Regions from separate parts of the Mus musculus genome. Here region 1 is linked to region 2. The links are chromatin contacts, called in public Hi-C maps. All regions are on one chromosome and are shown on one strand. Each heading gives the region's core, a stretch centred on a gene start, on an enhancer-like site or on the middle of the called end of the contact. The rest is flanking DNA. Distances are from core to core; before and after follow the strand shown. Region 1 has its middle 43 kb from the start of Glrx. Region 2 has its middle 160 kb from the start of Mir682.

The links. A called contact is a pair of places that touch in the nucleus more often than the background predicts.
Region 1: a contact with region 2 is called in a Hi-C map of embryonic stem cells, with 2.9 times the contacts expected there. The contact joins two enhancer-like sites. A contact is called at or near these places in 2 of 15 datasets of contacts at CTCF or cohesin (embryonic stem cells and large pre-B cells), 2 of 484 Hi-C or Micro-C datasets (both in embryonic stem cells) and 1 of 115 datasets of contacts at active chromatin or transcription factors (large pre-B cells).

What each region holds. Positions count from the first base shown.
Region 1 is chr13:75,794,560-75,799,573 of GRCm38.p6, forward strand. No RefSeq gene overlaps it. Among named protein-coding and RNA genes, the nearest start is that of Glrx, 43 kb to the right of the region's middle. Within about 2 kb of position 3,387, at least 284 of the 459 cell types and tissues checked have an H3K27ac peak or open chromatin away from gene starts, as enhancers often do. A contact at or near this core is called in embryonic stem cells, where this site is marked.
Region 2 is chr13:75,481,814-75,486,449 of GRCm38.p6, forward strand. No RefSeq gene overlaps it. Among named protein-coding and RNA genes, the nearest start is that of Mir682, 160 kb to the right of the region's middle. Within about 2 kb of position 1,513, at least 7 of the 459 cell types and tissues checked have an H3K27ac peak or open chromatin away from gene starts, as enhancers often do. A contact at or near this core is called in embryonic stem cells, where this site is marked.

The sequences.
Region 1 (5,014 bases), core at 2,137-4,636, 310 kb after region 2:
AATTGCTAGCCTTTCTCTTAGCTGACCTGCAGGAATATGGAATTCTTTGGAAATAACTGTTCAGGGGTATAAAACCCTCACCTGAGAGCTGGGAACTGTGGTCACAGACCAACTGTGGTCACAGACTATCTTGACTTGTAAGTGGGACCTAACCTTGGTGACTCTAGAAAAGGCAATGAAACACATTTTAGACTTGAAAACGGTATTCCCTGTCTCTCTACAAAGGCTTGGGAGGCAGAAGTTTGAAGGCATTATTTAAGGTGGCCTAAGGCGCATGGCTGGTACACATACAAGCACTCAGGAATTTACCCAAGCTCACTGGAGTCACTGAAACCTACCAAAGTCAGATTAAGATGTGTTACACAGGGCTCAGTGGTTAAGAGCACTTGCTGGTCTTCCAGAGTCCAAGTTAGTTCTCAGGACCCATATCAGGCATTTCACAACTGCCTGTCATTCCAACTTAATGAAATCTGAACCCCTCTTCTGGCCTCTGCAAGCAACTGAACTCATGTGTGCTATATCCACATGAAGACACAAACACATAAGTAAAATAAGTATTTTTTTCTCAAACAAAAGCCCTTTAAAACAGTGGTTCTTAATAGTTCCTCATTTGGTAACTGCCAACCATAAAATTGCTTTCATAGCTACTTCATTCATAAGTATAATTTTGCTCCCTTTATGAAACATAATGTAAATTAGCTGTGTTTTCCAATGGTCTTTTGGGGGTTGCAACCCACTGGTTGAGAACTGCTGCATCGTAAACTGACAGATGAACCATGAATATACATGGAAGTATGTGTATACTGACAATGGCTGTTCTCTTCCTCAGCCTCACTGGTCACCAGTGCCCCATGTCTGGGACAGTCATAGCATAGTGTTAGGGCCTTAGTCTGCATTCCCCCTCTTATACAAAGGATATTCCAACACACGCTCAGAGAGAACCAGCGCTCTCTCATTTTCTTCAACTCCAATGTTCCTTTTACTGAGGAAGAAAAGGTTAGAAGAGCCAACCTCTTCGTAACACTGCACACATGCACAGCAATACCTTATATACACGGGCATTATTTTCCTTGTGCACTCCAGGGCAAAGAAGAGTTTAGTAGGACAAAGCTAAATCTGTTGGGCTTGTTTTTACAAAATGTTAGTGTTTTGCTTATGTGTTTGCTTGATTGGTTGCTCACATGAGATATCATATTCTTGTGTCTGTGTGAGCCCAGTGTGTGTATTCACCCCTGCCCTCAGTTCACACCCAACTCCATTAAAGACCTAAGCAAGGTACCTGCACAGCCCACACTGTAAGGCCAAGGAGAAGGCTCAAGAGAGACCACAAGAAAGAAGGCTCCTGTCCCCAAAGATTATTCTTTTCCTATGTGAAAACACAAAAGGACCAAAAACTGTATAGCAGAGCACATGTGTTCTCTCTCTCTCTCTCTCTCTCTCTCTCTCTCTCTCTCACACACACACACACACACACACACACACACACAATTTCTATAAAAGAGTGTTTGAAGGCAAATGAGATATGGGGTTTTACAAGTTGGAAACGGTTGTAGGCTGAGCAGAAAACTCCTGAGAGAAAAGTTAAACAGAATTAGAAATGGAGTTTGGGGAAGTTCTTGAGGGTGTTTTTCCCCCTCAAATATAAGTAGAGGAACTTCAGGAACAGAGACAGAGCTATAAAGGGAGGCATGGAAGAGAATCACTAACCACAGGACATCTACCTGAGTCTAACCCCCAGCCACTACCTCCCAAAGCTGAGTCCTGAGGTGCTGTAACCCCTGACAGGCTGGCTCCTGCTACCTAGCCCCCTTCTGGATCATTGCCTCAACACTAGGAGCCCTTCTGGCTTTGTTGCTTCTCTGTGTCTAACTACAACTTGTGTCTTTTGCACATTAATCCAGTTCTGGCAGACTCTTTAGAACAGGTTGACTCCAGTCATCAACACACCTGGCGCAGTCATCACTGTCCCCATAAGCCATCCCCTCTGGGGCTTCCTGCCACAAGAATTTTCAAAAGTTTCACATGAATTTCTATACAAATACATGTACATGTAAACACTAGATCGCCACTGCCTTTTATTCACTGTCTTATTTTCGTTAGCCTTAACAACATTCCCAAAGTATGAGATAGAAAATTCTAGAAATAAACCGTTCTTAAGTTGTGAGATGGTATACATGCCCATAGCGCTGAGTATGATGTAAGATGGTATACATGCCCTTAGCGCTGAGTATGATGCCATCTCATCCTTCCCATAGGGTCCAGTCTATTGTATGAGTCATCCAGGCCATTGCATCCACTGTATATGCCACTACCCACTAGTCAGAGGATGAAGTCCTTGACTGTGTTCAATTCACCCTAACTCAATTACAGACCACAATGTATAAGACAACAGGTACAAGTCAGGTACACCAAAGATGAGCTATAAAATGTATTAGACAGAGTCGGGCATGGTGGCACACGCCTTTCATCCCAGCGCTCGGGAAGCAGAGGCAGGTGGATTTCCGAGTTCAAGGCCAGCCTGGTCTACCCTGTCTCGAAAAACAAAACAAACAAACAAGCAAAAAATGTATAAGACAGGATAAAAGTCTCCACTAATAAAAGAATTATGTTGGAGCTGCTAAGATCTTCTAACAATAAAATAAAAAAAAAAAAAGGAAAAGAAGAAGTCTGAACTAACTTTCTATGGCTTCACAAACTACAAAAGATACAGCCACATATATGATAAGATATATATGTATATATATAGTAAAACGGTGTGTATAGAGTTTAATACCATCCAAGTTTCAGGCATTCTATGGAGGTTACTCTCCTGCCCTCCAGGCAAAAGCAGAGCAGTATGATATTTGAGACTAACCCACTTTTGAAGGGCTGAGAGATAACAATTTCATACTTCAGATCTGTGCTAAATGTTGCTGCGATGAGTGGGTGGTGAGATGTGCCTTTAATCCCAGCACTCAGGAAACAGAGGCGGGTGGACTGGATGTCAGACTGATCTACATAGCCAGTTCCAAGAAGGTAGGCTTACATACTGAGACCTTATCGCAAAGTAAACTTTTAAGAAGAGGAAAGAAATAGTACTTATGAAATACTCAAAAGCCTCCGGTAAGCACCAGAACAGTTGCTGACCTCGAAGTTCAAATAATAGCCCAAGCGGAGGAAGTGGAAATGGTGACCCTCGTTTACAGAAAGTGAATCAGTCACAGCCAGGTTCTGAAATTCCGCATGAACTCATGCTGCCTGAAAAAGCCAGGCATCAACGGTGAGCAACCATGATCTCCGGCCAGCTAGGCACTTTGCTTTCCATTGGGTGGTGACGGTCAGATCTCATTGCTTCTGACAAAGGCCCTCGTCAAACCCATGAGTCATGGTTTGCGTAAGCCACCGCTGCTCAGTGAGAGCAGACCCACTTCCTGACTGCACAGTAGTAACTCTGACTTCCTGACAGCCAAGGCAGACAGGTGCGACAGTGCGGCGTGCAGCGCCATCTGCTGGATAGTGTGGGATAAGCAGCAGCCTGGAGTGGATGGTCTCTGAATTCTGTGAGCTTTGAGACTGCTAGCAGCCAGGCCTGACTGCAAGGCCTGCCAGGAACACTAGCAGAAATACATACCCTCTATCCAAACCATTCCTCGAGGTCCTTTCCTTGTTATAGAATGTGGTGTGGCAAGCACATATGCACATGTGTATTCAAGGTGTATATGTGTTATGTAAAGGGTACAAGATTGTACATGATCTCTGAACAAATAGAAAAAGTGACCATCACTACCCTCATTGCTGGATTTGTACTAAATTTTACAATTAACAGAAACTCATAAATAATCCTATATAATCCCTCACCTTTCTGTATAAGCAGAAAGGAGTAAGGGGTATCAAATACTAGCTCTGCTAGTAGAATTACTCATGACTTAGCCATGAGTGAGACGGCAGCTAACAAGGCTCCTCCTTTCTTTACCAAAGTCTTTGCCCACATGCAAATAAAGACTGGCTGAGCAACTGTTAGGAAGAGGAAATGAAGCAAAACCCAGCCAGCTATGACAAGTCTGACATCAAGCCTCAACTATTTCTGAGGCTGGAAGTGGGTCTCAGAAAACTCTGGCCAGCAATAGGTTTAGGTTTTGGCCAGATGCTACAGAGAAGGTTTCTAACATGAGACAAAATATCTGTTGGAGGAGGAACTGGCCTAGGCATTCATGGACACACAGCATAGGACTAAAGAACTCTGGCCAGGTCTCTTGCTTCCTACAGTTTCCCAGCCGTTGGTGCTCTGCCAGCCTCTGAACTACAGCAGATGTTGCTTCTTGCTTAAACGCTAACTGACTCATTCCCTCTAGACCATAAAGGTAACCAGCTCATCTGACCCCCAAATATAGAGGGATGATTGGAAGATGGTAGGTTTGTTTGTTTGTTGGGTTTTTTTGGTTTGGGTTTTTTTTTTTTTTGGCTTTGTTTTCAACTAGAATGTCAGACTGAGGAACGCCTGGAACAAATAGTTCTGGGTTAGAGGTCAGGGGACTGGCTGGACTCTAGGGCAAAAGCAAACAAGGCTTTTCACAGTGGCTTGCAGGGATATGGTGACAAACCTGCCTCCAGTGGACAGACAAGGAACACTGCTGGCTGGGCTCGACCTTAGGCAGCTGGAGCAGGCCAGGAAAACGTGTTATAGATTCTGCCTCTGCCCCTGTCACATGGAAGTACACAGCATAGGTAACAAGCCAGATGAGGCTGGATCGGCCTTGAGTGCCACAGATGGACCTCTTTTTTGGGTCTCCTATCTGCGAGGAACGGGTCTCTGGTTGCAGGTGGGCGAAGGAGTGGGGTGACAAACAGACACGACACGAGAGAGTATGTTGAATCTGAGTATAATGTCCAAACGAAAAACAGACTTTTTTATACAGAAGAAAAAACAAGAAAAGCCAGGCAGGACATATCTGCTGAATTACAGTGACACAAAACAAAAGGAATCTATACATCAAAAGATGGCGGGGACCAGGCCGCTGTTTACCACTTAGAATGG
Region 2 (4,636 bases), core at 263-2,762:
TTTAGGGCACCATTTCCCTCCTTGTGTTGGGTTTTTTCCCTTTATTATCATTTGAAGGGCTGGATTCATGAAAAGATATTGTGTGAATTTGGTTTTGTCATGGAATACTTTGGCTTCTCCATCTATGGTAATTGAGAGTTTTCCTGAGTATAGTAGCCTGGGCTGGCATTTATGGTCTCTTAGGGTCTGTTGAACTTCTGTCTGAATCTTCTGACTTTCATAGACTCTGGCGAGAAGTCTGGTATAATTCTGATAGGTCTGCCTTAATGTGTTACTTGACCTTTTTCCCTTATGGCTTTTAATATTCTATCTTTATTTAGTGCATTTGTTGTTCTGATTATTATGTGTCAGGAGGAATTTCTTTTCTGGTCCAGTCTATTTAGAGTTCTGTAGGCTTCTTGTATGTTCATGGGCATTTCTTTCTTTAGGTTAGGGAAGTTTTCTTCCATAATTTTTTTGAAGATATTTACTGGCCCTCTAAGTTGAAAATATTTAGTCTCATCTATACCTATTATGAATAGGTTTGGTTTTCTCATTGTGTCCTGGATTTCCTGGATATTTTGAGTTAGGATCTTTTTGCATTTTTTTTGATTGTTGTGTCCATCTTCTCTCTGGAATCTTCTGCACCTGAGATTCTCTCTTCCATATCTTGTATTCTGTTGCTGATGCTTGCATGTAGGGTTTCTGACTTCTTTCCTAGGATTTCTATCTCCAGAGTTGTCTCTCTTTGTGTTTTCTTTATTGTTTCTATTTCCATTTTTAGATCCTGCATGGTTTTGTTCAATCTAAATCTATAAATGGACCAAGTCTAAGAATAATAAAAATAGGGCAAAGGGAAGAAATTAAGGTAAAATTCACAGAACCCAAAAGAAGGTGGTACCTACCTAACAAGGTAAAAGAAGCATACAAAACTCCAAATAAAAAGTGTCAGAAAAAGAAAATCACCACTATATATAATAATAAAAACAGTATGGGTACAGAACAGAAAAAATGAATGTTAAAAGCTGTAAGGGTAAAAGAACATATAAAAGCAGACCCATTAAAATAACATCAGATTTCCCAATCTATAAAAGTCAGAACGACCTAGACAGATGTTCTACAAGCTCTAAGAGACCACTGATGCCAACTCACAACTAAATCCAGAAAACTATCACTGAGAATAGATGAAGAAAGAAAAACTTTCAGTGTAAAACTAAGTGTAAGCAGCAACTATCCACAGAACCAGCTCTACAAAAGGAGAAATGTTGTAGCCGGCCAGCAGCCCACATGTCTGGGTTCTAGTCTGGGAGGCATCCTGGAATCTGGAAGAGAAGAGGGAGCTAGGTGGCACGAGAGAGAATGAAACCAAGACAACTAGTCTGCTCAATGTTCAATTTTACTATTCCCAGACACTGGGTTATGAAGAAGGGAAAGGGGCCCATTCCTGCCAAATCATCCTTGGAGTCCAGTTTCAGGTGACCATGTGATAGCTCCGGAACAGCTAGGTGGCAGGCAGTAGCAGTGGGAGTGGCAGAACGATAGGGTGGCGAGCTCCACCCCAGATGCTCTCTTCAGGCTAACAGTGGAACCTGATCAGTCAGGTTTTAGGCTGGGGGGGGGGAGGGGAGGTTACATCTCCTACCTATTGTTAATATAAAAAAGAAAAGGCTGGGCTGAGGCATAAAATTTATTTATGCTCTATAGTTATGCCTGAATTCTTAGGGCCTAATGAAGAAACCTGTCTCAGTGGGATTTCCTAACTTTTCTCATGGAAAACCCTATTTGGATAAGTCTGTCCTTTCTGTCCTAGTAAACATCTTGCAGACTAGCCCTGAGCTGTAGACTCCATCTTTTATAATGCTAATTAGTTACTGAATAGGTAACTTCCTAGTTGAATTTTTACTGAATACCAAGTAGTCAGGGGTATAAGGCCACACTTAACTGAGGTGATCAAATGATTTCCTCATTCTTGCACGAGTGGGCTTTAACCATGGCTGGGGGAGTATTGACCCGATTCCTCCCGTGGGTGCTGTCACGACCCACAATCATGGTTCTTGGTATCTTTTGGGGAGGGGAGGCAGAGCCTTAGAAAGATATTCTTGGCTGTAACTGGAACTAGATACCAACCTCCATCCAAACTGGGTGTGTCTCTCAGGGAACTCAGAAATGGTCAAGTTGGACCTTCCCCTGCAGTGCATTGCCGGCACCCACGCTGATGCCCATGCTGTATTCCTATTATCACAAATCAGTATGCACAGTTCTAATTACTGTGCAGCTCCCAAGGGAGAATTGTCAATCTCAGATTCAGCAAGGCCTCTACTATTAACACCATAATTTGTGGCTCTAGGCTATATTAGGAGTCGGAGGTCACCTTCCTCATCCCTAATATCTCCACAGCCTGAGGAACCAAGGGGACCTTGCAATAACAGCAAGGGTGGAAAACCGGAGACCAGCTAAGGGACTAAGCCTGTCTTATCAGAATAAAAACCATATTCTTCTAATATTTAAAACTTCCGCCTTTCTAGCCATAGTAGCAAACCTTAATCACAAATCAGACCAAGAGCCACAATATGTGCTGGAATGCCTTTAGAATGAAAATTAGTAGCTGCCACCTGCACGCTCTTGGGGGCAGGGATGTAAGCCCACAGCAGTCAGGCTGAAGGGTGTTGATTGACCTGCTTGAAAAACAAGATCCAGACAATGAGAAGGTAACAATATAAAGCTTCTTTTGGGGAAGTCCAGGTACTTTATTCAGTTGCAAATTAGCAAGGCTCAAGCTCAGTCTCTGGCCTCCTTGGGGGGGGGGGGGGGGGAACTGGTTTGTAGAATTAGTAAAAAGGCCAGAGATTCTCTGGAAGAGGGGGCTGTGCTCTGAATTAACTTTGCTAGGTAATTAAGGATTTTAGTTATCTACAATAGAATCTCTAATATTGGACTAAATATTTGACCAGACTAAGATTGAGTTAGAATAACTGGTCACATTGACGAAAAGAAAAAAATCATCATGACTCTATTAAATGACGAATCTTACTAAGTCAGAATATACAATCTCTGATGTTCTTTTGCCATAAAGTTAAAAGGCTTGAAGCTAGTCCAAACTGGAAAAATGGCAAGCAAGGATGGGTCTAAAACATGTACCCAATTTAGTTTCCTAGTCACTTCAATCAGGGCACTGAGTCAACTCACCTGCCAGCTCGTCGCAGGTGAGTTATATTATTAATATAATTAACCATCATGCTTCTGCAGTGTTCTGTGGAGAGAACCTATGTTTTTCCCTTCCCTAATAAGGTAGCTGTTTAGGATCAAATCATAAGCCAGTAAGTACATCCTTTTAAGATACTATAAAGCATTTATTACATTCTTTGAGATCAAAATTTGAAAATAAAAGTATGATTTAAATAGTGTGCACAGGAATGCACTAAATAGTATGCATGGGGATATAATTTCCCCCTTTTTTTGTCTTTTAAGAAGTTAAAGTTTTAAAGTTTCACAATATCTAGTCGTTAGAATTAATAACTTGTTGACACAACATTTCAAATACTTAACTGTATTCATGTATAAAGGGGCAGTGACTCATTGCACTTTCAATTGTTTCTCTTAAGGAGCGGTTGTAACTAGAACGCTTGAAAAATTATTAAGAGTCACATGTGCATAATTTATTTATTAACTAGAAATAAGAGCATTTATTTGTAGCAATTTGTTAAGTAAAAGTCCTCAAGAATTAACACTATTATGTGGAAACAAGTAGTAACTGAGGACACTAAAAGGAAAGAATTATACAAGCACAATTTTCAAGAATACTAAAATATTATCTTAAATCATAACTGCTTTGAATATTCAAAGAACAAGGTTATATATTCAATCTATCTTATATGTATGACCTATAGACTGCCTGAGATATAAATTTAGCATGCATTGTTTTAAGATGTCCAGGCAATCTCGAACAATTTAATAAATGTCTAAAAACAGCCTTCTTAAAAGGACAGCATTTTTTTCTATGAGTTGTATATGCATAAGCAATTGCAAATTTGAGAATTAATAGCATCTGAGGGGCGAACAATCTTAAGCAATTGTGAGCTCTGAGATATAACATTGACTATTAATATACAAATTAAGGTTTGATTGTTCAGCATTTTAAAACACCATCTACAGCACACAACTAGATTATCTGTGCTGAAACAGGGGGAAACTCAAAAGAATAAGCATATGATCTAATTCACATGTACTTACTTTTCATATAGGGGTTGTTTCCAAACACAATAATTGGGATGTATGCGTGCATGAATTTATAGAAGATATAAAAGCATGCATAAAAATGATTTTTAACTCATCTTTGGGTTATTGATTGTTAATCTATTTAAAATGATGGTATGTAATAGGTCAATTATTAATATTTTGTAATAACCAAATAAATAGCTATATTGAACAAGGAACATGCACTTAGTCAGGTTTTTAAGACACAGTTTTTTGTCTTAAAACCTATAGGTTTTCTAAAAATACATGAATGTACTTTACAATTCTTTATTAGTACCACAGTGGTTCTAATAGGATGTTGAAACTGTGTTTTGAGGTGAAAGCCACCTCAGCCTAGTTTACCCTCGGCCTTGTGGCTCCGAGGCCTTGGGCCTGTCACCCACAGGGTACCTCAGAGGGGCCC